Linked DNA regions of Sus scrofa: region 1 is linked to region 2. Evidence: chromatin contacts called from public HiChIP or PLAC-seq data. All regions are on one chromosome and are shown on one strand. Each heading gives the region's core, a stretch centred on a gene start, on an enhancer-like site or on the middle of the called end of the contact. The rest is flanking DNA. Distances are from core to core; before and after follow the strand shown.

Region 1 (5,085 bases), core at 63-2,562, 150 kb before region 2:
TAGCCTGGGAATCTCCATATGCCACAGGTTTGGCCCTTAAAAAAAAAAAAAAAAAAAAAAAATACAGGGCAACTGACACAGGACTGCATGGTCTGTTTAATAACCAATGTTTTGCAGCTTTCCAAACATTCTTATCTCCCTTTCAGAGGAGGGAATTCAGCTTTGGCTTTAAGATCTCACATGCTCTTCTCAGAAAACAGACCTGAAGAGCCATTAGGTGTTAACTGTCTTCTCATCCTTCCTGGTGTTTCAGTGATAATGGGCATCCATTTCTTAACACTGAGTGTGAGCAGTTTATGGATGTTCTCTCATTTAACCTCAATGCCATCAAGTAGGTAATTTTTTTTTGTCTTTTTTTTTTTTTCTGCCTTTTGAGGTCCGCTCCCGCGGCATATGGAGGTTCCCAGGCTAGGGGTCCAATTGCAGCCATAGCCACCAGCCTATGCCAGAGCCAAAGCAACACGGGATCCGAGCTGAGTCTGTGACCTACACCACAGCTCACGGCAATGCTGGATCCTTAACCCACTGAGCAAGGCCAGGGATTGAACCCACAACCTCATGGTTTCTAGTCGGATTCGTTAACCACTGCGCCACGACTGGAACTCCCAAGTAGGTAATATTTATCGCCATTTATCAGTTAGGAAACTGAGGCTCAGAAAGGCTAAGTACCACCCTACATCACACAACTAGATCATTCTAGAATCATAATACTAACCGAGATATCCACAGCTCCCAAGTCCATGTCCCAGACACTCTCACACTGGTGCCTCAAAGCAATAGCAGAGCAATTGCAAAGCTCTTTACTCTGGAGGTCCTTCTCCAAGGGGGAGAAGGCTCTGGAAACTTGGAGGTCTCATGAACCCCCTGGCTTCCCACCCAAAGCAACTTCATGATATATTATCAGCTTCTAACAGTCACAAGTACTGAAGTCAAAATTGGTCCCTTGGAAGTTTATAGCTCAAGAACATAAAATCATCTAGTACAGGACAAAAGCCACCATGATAAAGAAGGCAGTGACATATCTTTAAATCTGAGGCAACTGGTCAGGAGGTTCTCAGACCAGAAGTGAACAGTTGGCTGTGTGTTTTCTGCTTCCCAGTCACTGAGCTATCGAGAGCCAAGAACTCTAGAATGTGCCAAGGCCAGGCACAGGTGTATGGGCAGAGCTGAAACCCTGAACGAACTTCTCCCCATCACTTGCATAACTTCCTTGGTCTGGGGTTTCTCATACTTTCCGAGGGGGAAGTACGCTCCTCTTCCATCTCCCCTTCTTCATGAGGCACAGAGCAGCAGGAACCACTCAGCAACAGGGACTTGGCAGCTTCTAAAGGTCACGTCGCTGGCGGGCGCAGCTTGAGTTGAAGGGATCGTAGACATGCAGGCAAACGTCCAGAGCGTCACCAGTGCCCGGCCCTGAGCCACAGGGGAAGCCAGAGGGCCTGGAGTGGGAGAGGAATATGAGTCACGAGAGGAAGCTGAATGAAGGAGGAGAAGCTTCTGGAGGACAAGCAGCAAAGTTGCTCTTTGTTCCCAAGACATCTTTAATGAGGCAGCGATGAAGGAAGAGGACTATTGACTGCCCACGGTGTGGTCAGCACTGTGCCGCATGCCTTATAGAGGCCCTTAGTCACAGTGGAGTGAGAAAGAGCTCATTTGTGCTAACTCGGCTACCCAAGTAGATTTGAGAAATTGGGAAAATCTATTCAATCTCTTTGAGTGTTTACTTAGTCTTTGACATTGAACTAATAATATCTATAATAATTATTGAGCCCATCGATATTAACTGAAGACCTCCTGTGCTAAGCATGATAAAAGCTGGATATACATGCAGGTAAATTAAAATAAACCAGTATCTTAGAAGTAAGTTCTGAGAATGGAATGTACAGAAAGGTGATTATAATTAACAATACTTTATTTGAAAGTTGTTGGAAGAGCAAATCTTCCAAGTTCTCATCTCACACCCCCCCCCCCAAAATTGCAGCTATATGTGTGATGGATATTAACTAAGCTTATCATGGTCATTGTTTTGCAATATATGTATATATCAAATCATCGTAGGGTATACCTTAAGCTTATATATCTTGTTATATATATGACAATTTACAAAACAACTTTCTCAAAAATTTCAATTTACCTCCATAAAGCAGGAAAAATTTTTAATAAAATAAAATAAATCAGTGTCTATTTCTGTGAAACTTATAATCTATGGATACTAGCAAGTGTGGTAAATTATATAAAATGCTTGGGATTTGGCAGTTATTATTTTATTTAATCTTAACAGCAGTCCTATGAACATTATCTAAATGTTAAATGCTGAAAATAACCCTAGGCAGGTTCAGACCAAGAAAGAAAATGCTGAGTACTAGATTCATCTTAATGGCAAAAGTTAAAGGGCTGTCATTAGCGGATGGCTCTATATAATTAAAGTTAGTTTGAGAACATGGTATATTTCATATTGAAAAATAGACCATGTCTTTCATTGATTCGTGCCTTCTGTCAGTGACTATTTGTGGTCCATCATTGTGTTCTTAGCATCTAGCCCAGTGCCTGGTACCTACTAAGTGATTGATACATAACTGTTAAATAAAATTGAGCACTTATTACATTACATTATTACCAGGCATTTTTTATTCCAAAAACTGCATTGTATCTGTTATTTGTTCCTAGAAATTGTGTTAGGGCCTGTGGATTAAAAAAATAAAATCCTGGCCCAGCAAGCTTTAGAAAGCTATGTGAATAGAAATGAATGTAGGGGAGAGCATGGACCAGTCTTAGAGGAAAAGTGGCCCACGATGACTCTAAAATAACCCCTCCGTCTCTGCTCTCAATCCCGCTCTTCTTGCTTCAAGACATTTCTCATAATGATGGGTATTCCCCAAGATTCTGCCTCTGGATTTCTGCTCTACTAGAAAAATGCATAGATTTAAGAGTCTCTAAGTCAAAGTCCCAGGATTTACTAGCTGGGTAATTTTTGTGATGTTACTTAACCATAACTGCTTCTTTCCTCTTATGTAAATATGGGCAATGCCGACTTCCATGGTCAAGAGGATGAAATAATGTGCCTGGAGTGGCTGGCGCACTGATGAAAGGCTGGGGAGGTAGGTGCAGGTCTAGGTCCACGTTACAGTAAAGCCGGTTGGAGAGGAAGTGTAGGACCCCTCGACTCAGCATCCACACACGGCACCTGCTCCTCCTGCAGGTGCCTCCAGCCTTTCCCTTGCTGCAAGAGCTTGCCTTGGCCCCAGCCAGGGCAGAACAGCAGCACCAGGGGGCCAGCGCCCTGGGACAGCCACTGAGTAATGACGGATGGCAGGCAGTGGACAAATCCTGATTGCACTCCCCTCTGAGATGGGAAAACTCAGAGGTACCATCTATACCACCTTCCAGAGAAACACCCCCCCACCCGGGGAAGAATAAGCCCCAATTGCCCATAGCAATAACCAGCTCATAATACACCCTGCATTGGCCCCCTTCCTGTTTCTAGGTTACATCTGCTTTCACCTTCCAGCACCCCCTGGGATACCTGGATCCTTTTGTCAGGGTCACTTTGTGGGGGAAATTATCCTAAAATAGTCAGATTATTTAAATAGGAGCCATATCTGTGGGTGTAACTTTGTGAACTATGGGGTCGAGGAGTTGATGGAAGAAATGGAGGGTTTGGGGTAGAAATAATCTAGAAAGGTCAACTTTATGTGCCCATGTGCTAAGATGTTGCTGGGAGACTTACAGGAAAGGAGAGGTGGGGTCAGTGAGCAGCTGAAGTTAGATAGCGCTGGGCAGGAAGTGAGCTACAGCCCGAGTTCTGAATTTTCCTCCAAAAACACAGAGTAACTTGGAGGAGCGAGAGAGGAGGGTGAGGGAGGGAGTGACATGAGGAGGCGGTAGAACTCCCATTTATTACCTGTCAAGTTACTAGGACTACCTAATACTGCTTTGCATTTATTTCCAGGGGTTCTTTGACCATCAAGGTTAGGGTGTGGGGGTGCACAAAGTGTCAATGATTCTAGCAAGCAAGGCAGGGAGTGAAGGCAAACAGAATTAGCAAATGAAGGAGGGTGTGAAGCAGGAGAGAGGCTGACCGGGTGGGGTGGAGGGGATGACAGGCTGTGGCCATGCAAGTGGGAAAACAAAGCTCAGAAACAGACCCTTGCAAGCCCTGAGTGCCTCCCCACTGACAGGTGCACCAGATCTGGAGGTCGTTAGCAGGGGCAAAATGGCACAGTGCATGGGGTCAAGGGATGGGAAGGTTACCACAGGCTTGAGGTCACTAAGGAGGGCAGAGGGGAAGGGACAGGAGGGAGCTAAAAGCGCTGGGAAGTGAGAACAGATGGTGTGGGCTTCACCTGAACAGGTGATGGGGGGGCGGGAGCAGGCGCTCAGCTCGTGAAAAGAGAAAAGAGCCAGCCCTCCACCTCACCCTCTGACTCCAGGGAGGGAGGGAAGATAAAGCCCCCATGCTAAAAACTAGTGGGACAACAGGGATTTCACAGAACATGTTTCAGGCCAGAGATAGAAAGAAAGCGGTTAGAAAAAAAAAGGATTTATGTTAATGGAAATGTCATGATTAATTTCATGTGTCAACTTGGTTAAGCCACAGCATTTGGATTTTTTTTTTTTTTTGGTCTTTTGTCTTTTTTTTTAGGGCTGGACCCATGGCATATGGAGGTTCCCAGGCTAGGGGTATAATCGGAGCTGTAGCTGCCGGCCTACGCCACAGCCACAGCCATGCCAGATCCTTAACCCACTGAGCAAGGCCAGGGATCGAACCCACAAGCTCAGGTTCCTACTCAGATTCATTTCTGCTGCGCCACAACAGGAACTCCAGCATTTGGATATTTGATCAAACATTATTTTGCATGTTTCTGTGACAGTATTTTTTAGATGTGATTAACATTTACATCAACAGACTTTGAGTAAACCCTCCATACTGTGGGTGAGCCTCATCCAATCAGCTGAAGGTCTTAACAGAAAAACACTCCCCTCCCCTGAAGAAGGGGCAGTTGTGCCCACGGGCTGCCTTTGGACTCAAAATACAATTTCAACTCTCCCCCCAGGGTCTCCAGCTTGCTAACTCAACCCTGCAGA
Region 2 (5,590 bases), core at 1,397-3,896:
GCAAGCTTTCAGGTGATGCTGCTGCTGCTGTTTCTACAGGTCACTCTCTCCCTGAGCCAGTCTCCTAGGAGGGAGAGGAAAATACCCCCCAGAGTCATTAGAGTAATAGTGCAGATGTTCTTAAACTTTACCGGGTGCTCATGGAACAGATTCCTGGACTTAAGTCCCAGAGAGTTCATCCTAGGTTGAGCTAACTGTCCAGAAAACCAAGCACTCCCTATAATTCTGCAGCGTTGGGATTTTCATAGGCATTACACGAAAACTGTATGTTAATATGGAACTGAGCATATTGACAATATTGAGTATTCTTTTCCAGGAACATAGCATATCTCTCCATTTGTTGAAGTCATAAATGTCAGAATTACTAGACATCTTGTAAGATTTTGGTTGAAAGAAACAAAGGAAGGGAACACGGTCCCTGTTGGGTCCCTGTGAGAAACTTGGCTGACCTGTTTTGAAGCCCCTCTCATCTTTATTAAGGTCAAAGGGAACAGTGCATTAAGTAATTTATAGGTTATGGGAGTAATTTTAGAAATATTGTTAGTGTATAGAGACACCCACCAAGGTAGGAAATAACCAGTCTTATTTCTTTCCTTAGCTTTCTTTCTATGGCATTTCTAGGAATTATTTCACTCTGGAAAGAGTTTGTTCTTAGAAAAGCTTATGATCGCGTACTTCCCAAGATGTAATTTTTTTTTTTTTTTGGTAGGGCTGCACCCTCTGCATTTGGAGGTTCCCAGGGTAGGGGTTGAATCGGAGCTGTGGCCGCTGGCCCACCACAGCCACAGCAACGCCAGATCCGAGCCTTGTCTGCTACTCACACCGCAGCTCATGGCAGCGACGGATCCTTAACCACTGAGTGAGGCGAACCTGCATCCTCATGGATACTAGTCAGATTTGTTTCCACGGAGCCACGACAGGAACTCCTTCAATGCTTTTAAGACAAAACTTGTTTTGACTTTCTTTATGGTGCTTGTTCTGTCTGAAATTTTACATGTCTTTATAGACCGTTCTCACACAGATAACAGCATCAGTGGCAACATTATCAAATGATTACAGATTGACGTATTTTGATAGAGACTTCTAATTGTCTAGAGAACTTTCTCCTGCATTGTCAAATTTGATGTGTTCACCAATTCTTAAGTAGACATGGCAACAGCACGATTCCTATTTTTCTAGAACAGAAATGTGAAGCCAATGTAGGTCAGGTACCCTCAGGAGCTAGTTCATAGACTGTTTAAAAAAGGGGGATATATAGGACCAGAATTTGGAAAAAGTTACGTCTTCCAATAGAAGTAGTAAAAATAACTTTTTTTTTTTGAATTGCATGTTTCCTTGAGAATTTAATGCAAGATATATAGATGCTTTTCTCAGGAAAATTTATATACATATAAACCCTGTCGATTTCAGAGAGTGCATGGCCATTATGTAAATTTCCCCTATAGTATATTCCTTGATTTTCTGTGGTTTTTGTCATGTAAAAGTGGTACTCAAGTTTTTGTCTTTTAGTAGTTTAGATAATAGTGGCTGTGGGTCTTATAATGTCCATGAAAATAATGGGATATAAAAGTGTGTAGAGAATTTATATTTCAAACCTATATACAGATACTTGATTTTTGGGGTGAGGTTCTGCTGCTGATGCTTGTGTTTGTGTGTTGCGTGTGTATGTATTTAACGCGTTTAAGTACAGTTTTTCTCTCTCTTCTGTTAAGAGTTCGTACAGTGTTTGTGAGGCTGTGTCTGGTCTGATCTCTGAGTGTCAGAAGAGTGTGACCACCTCTTCCCTACTGATGTGCTGTGGTCAGGCCGGTGTGCGCAGGTGGGTTCCAGGTGTGCCAGGATGGCTCCCCCTCAGCCCTCAGAGTGGCCTCCTTGTGGTTGGAGGGCCCTGCTGGTCACCCGAGGCTGACGGAGACTCTGCCATGAACATCACTGATCCCGGGGGTTAGCCAAGCGGCTGGAAAGCACAGAGTTGGATAACAATCCTGGGTGGTTTTCTGTTGGTAGAGGATAAATACAGATTAAATCAATGGAATAGTAAGCCTAGGGAGTGGTAGAGGCTGGTGAGAAAAATATCCCCTGCTCTCCCTGACAGGCCTGACGAACCAGGAAGCAGATTGGAGCCGTCTTTGAAAAGGAGGAATTACACAACCTGTTCTTTCAGTTTGAGTCTCCATTGGGTTTAGTAACATCAAGATCAGCCAACGTGAAACTGGCGGAGTGTGCTTTTCTTAGGCTTACACAGAACGTTTTTAAATATGTATCTGTTTTCTGAGCCAAGGTTTTGCTCTCAGGCCTTGGAGTAGTAGATACTGGCTCTCTGCTGATACTTTGGCTCTGTGTTGTGGTTTTTCTCAGTAGGCCCCTCCTCCCCCTCTGAAGTAATTACAGAGGGCGCTGTGTTTACTTGGCACTTGAGATGGTTATACAAAGTGCGTGCAGAAGCATCAGCATGTTGGGGCTGGTGCAGTGATAAAGGATACTGCCGGGAGGAGCTAACAGCCTGTGCAGTACCTGCTAGATCTTCTGTGACTTAGAAAAAATGTTTCTTACTTGGATTGAACCATGTGGCCTTACCATGCTTCCTCACTTCCTCATGCACGTTCAGTAATTCAAATTTTAGTGGTTTTTGTTTGCTAACTATGGGTTGTTGTGATTTTGGTTCTACTTTAGTAAAGCAAAGACTGGATGTAGTTACATGTGCAGGTCGTTGAGTGTCAAGCTGGCTTAATTTCTAGATGTGCAAAAAGTGGGTGTTGCCTTCTCTTTCATGTTAATATTTTAAATTGGAGTGGCTGGAACTACAGCTGTCTTCAAAGCTTTGAAATAGAGCTATTTTTATTTGATAAAAATATAATTTGTATTATAAAGTTAATATCTAAAAATAAAGAATGGCAAACAATTCATTTGTTAATAGACTTTAGAATTGCCCTGCTTGTGTACAAGAAATATCTGATACCTACTAAAAGCGTAAATAAGTTTTTGGAGAATGAATTTATTTTAAAAACTTTGTCAACATTTCAGTGTCTAGCAAAAGTTTTTTAAAAAAGAATTTTCTTTTAGTATTTTCCTAACAGCAATTGTCCAAAATATTTTAAGATGGAGTTAGAAGATTCCGTAGTGCTCGATGAGCTTGTTTTTCTTTGCCTGCTGTTGGTGTTTCACCTGCCCGTTATACCCATGATCTGTTTGTGTGATGGCTCAGTTCACAAACACAGATTCCCCAAATCTCTATCCATGGAGTACACACCTCCTTGCCACTGCCGAAGACAGGGCATCCCTGTTAAAATATTAAAAAACCCCAAACTTCTCACTACATCAACACCTTCTCTGTCTTCGTTGGGAGGGACGTCCATACAAAAGTCACCCACGCGAGAAACTCGAGATGAATGTGTCACCTCCTTGGTTTGTGTACCCTTACTATCTTTTGCCTGGACATGGAAGTGGCTCTTGCAGGGGTGAGGGGGGTGTGTATTAATGTCTCACTAACCTCTTAACCTTCTTCTTGTGTCCTTTTGAGACCTTTTTCTTCATATCGAAATACCTTTCTAATTTATCTCCTGCTTTTGCTGGTGAGTCCTTTGAATCTCTTTAAACAATGTTTGCTAATTATTATCCTTCTTTTAAAAAAATTCTTTCTTTGCTTTTGTTTTGGACTGAATTATCTATATGTTGCACAAATATTCTGAGAATTGTAGAATGCCTTAAGTCCTACGTGCATCCCCATTTTCTCCTCCGATTTATGATAATATTGTCCAGGATTTTGCATTTATTTTCACGTTTCTGTAGTTGGCAGATTAGGCATTATGCCTGTTGTTTTATAAGTCAGAGTTTAATAGCTGTCCACTTGGTTTGTCATTCTTTCTTGTATGTCGGACCTCCCATCTAGGCTCAACTGCCTTTGCTCTGACGCAATCTTCCTTTAAAGTTCCTTCAGTAAAGGTCATTTATAATAAAGCTGAAAAGTTTTTGTTTCATCTTCATTCTAAAGAGTTTTGCTTGATACGGAATTCTAGGCTGATAGTTATTTTCCGTCAGCATTTTGGTGGTGTCATTTCACTGCCTTCTGTTTCCTTTTACTGTTGAGAGGTCGGTAGTCACTCTGCTTGCCTTTGTGCCTAATCTGCATGTGCTCACTGGTGGCTTTGAGGGTTTCTTTTTGGTGCTGTACTTTTTTTTTTCTTTGTCCTTTTTAGGGCGGTACCTGTAGCATAAGGGAGTTCCCAGGCTAGGGGTCTAATTGGAGTTGCAGCTGCCCGCCTACACCAACGCCAGATCTGAGGTGCCTCTGTGACCTACACTGCAGCCCACGGCAGGGCCAGATCCTTAACCCACTGAGGGAGGCCAGGGATCAGACCCTCATCATCATAGATACTGGTCTGGTTCTTAACCTGCTGGGCCACAGTGGGAACTCCAGTGCTGTCCTCTTTGTGATGGTCTAAGTATGGTTTTCTGTTATTTTATTATAGAATTATTTTATTTTTCTGGATCTGCTGCTTGGTGTCTTCCATCAGTTCTGGAGAATTCTCAACCATAGCCTAATAATGCCTCTTCCCAGCTCTCTCAGGTGACAGATGTATATTGAATCTCGGCACCATGTCCTCCACGTCGCACAGCCTCTTTCCCGTTTTCCATCTTAACTCGGTGCTGCATATTGATATGTATCAGCACTCTGCTGTATGCAGATACATCTTTTAGTTCTCTTTCTTAAGGTGTGCTTCATTTGCATTTACCCTTCTCAGTTATCGTATTTTTCATATAAGAAATTCGGTCTGTACTGTAAAATTGCCTGGCCGTTTTTTTTTTTTTGTTTTGTTTTGTTTTGGCCTTGTCGTTTTCCCCCCTCTTTTTTGGCTGCCCCACGGCACATGGAGTTCCTGGGGGAGGGATCAGATCTGCGCCACAGATGCCATCTAAACCACGGCTGTGGCAGCTCTGGATCCTTAACCCACCGTGTTGGGCCAGGGATCAAACCTATGTCCCAGTGCTCCCAAGTTGCCACTGATCCTGTTGTGCCACAGTGGGAACTCCACTCTGTCAGTTTGATAACCTCTTTTTTGGGTTGGTTGGTTGTTTTGGGTGCACCCATGGCATGGAAGTTCTCAGGCCAGGAACTGAACCCTTGTTGCAGCAGCACTCCAGTCTGCTGCAGTGACAACACGGGATCTTTAACCCACTGAGCCCCAAGAGGACTCCAGTTTTGATAACCTCTTTAAACCCTTTTTATATTTATTTCCTATTTTGTTTCTTTAACTATGTGGAACATAGTTATTTTATATTTTTCTGTTTGGTAATTCCAGGATTTTTAAATCTTTGCAAGTCTCATTGTATAGTTTGATTGTTCCATCTGACTTTTGTTCATGGTGCTTGTTTTCTTGAATGCTCAGTGATTTCCTTCCTTTTTTTTTTTTTTTTTTTGCTTTTTAGGGCCGCACCCGCAGCATATGGAAGTTCCCAGGCTGGGGGGGTCTAATTGGTGCTGTAGCCTCCAGCCTCCAGCCTACGCTACAGCCACAGCAACGTGGGATCTGAGCCGCTTCTGCAGCCTACACCACAGCTCATGGCAACGCCGGATCTTTAACCCACTAAG

The links. HiChIP or PLAC-seq counts read pairs in DNA pulled down with a chosen protein or histone mark.
Region 1: a contact with region 2 is called in an H3K27ac HiChIP or PLAC-seq map of alveolar macrophages. The contact joins two enhancer-like sites. A contact is called at or near these places in 1 of 47 Hi-C or Micro-C datasets (liver) and 2 of 2 datasets of contacts at active chromatin or transcription factors (alveolar macrophages and skeletal muscle).

The regions. Positions count from the first base shown.
Region 1 is chr8:138,912,733-138,917,817 of Sscrofa11.1, reverse strand. No RefSeq gene overlaps it. Among named protein-coding and RNA genes, the nearest start is that of BMP2K, 130 kb to the right of the region's middle. Within about 2 kb of position 1,312, at least 16 of the 83 cell types and tissues checked have an H3K27ac peak or open chromatin away from gene starts, as enhancers often do. A contact at or near this core is called in alveolar macrophages and skeletal muscle, where this site is marked.
Region 2 is chr8:138,765,662-138,771,251 of Sscrofa11.1, reverse strand. The region is part of intron 1 of BMP2K (BMP-2-inducible protein kinase); the gene reads left to right. Among named protein-coding and RNA genes, the nearest start is that of BMP2K, 22 kb to the left of the region's middle. Within about 2 kb of position 2,646, at least 44 of the 83 cell types and tissues checked have an H3K27ac peak or open chromatin away from gene starts, as enhancers often do. A contact at or near this core is called in alveolar macrophages and skeletal muscle, where this site is marked.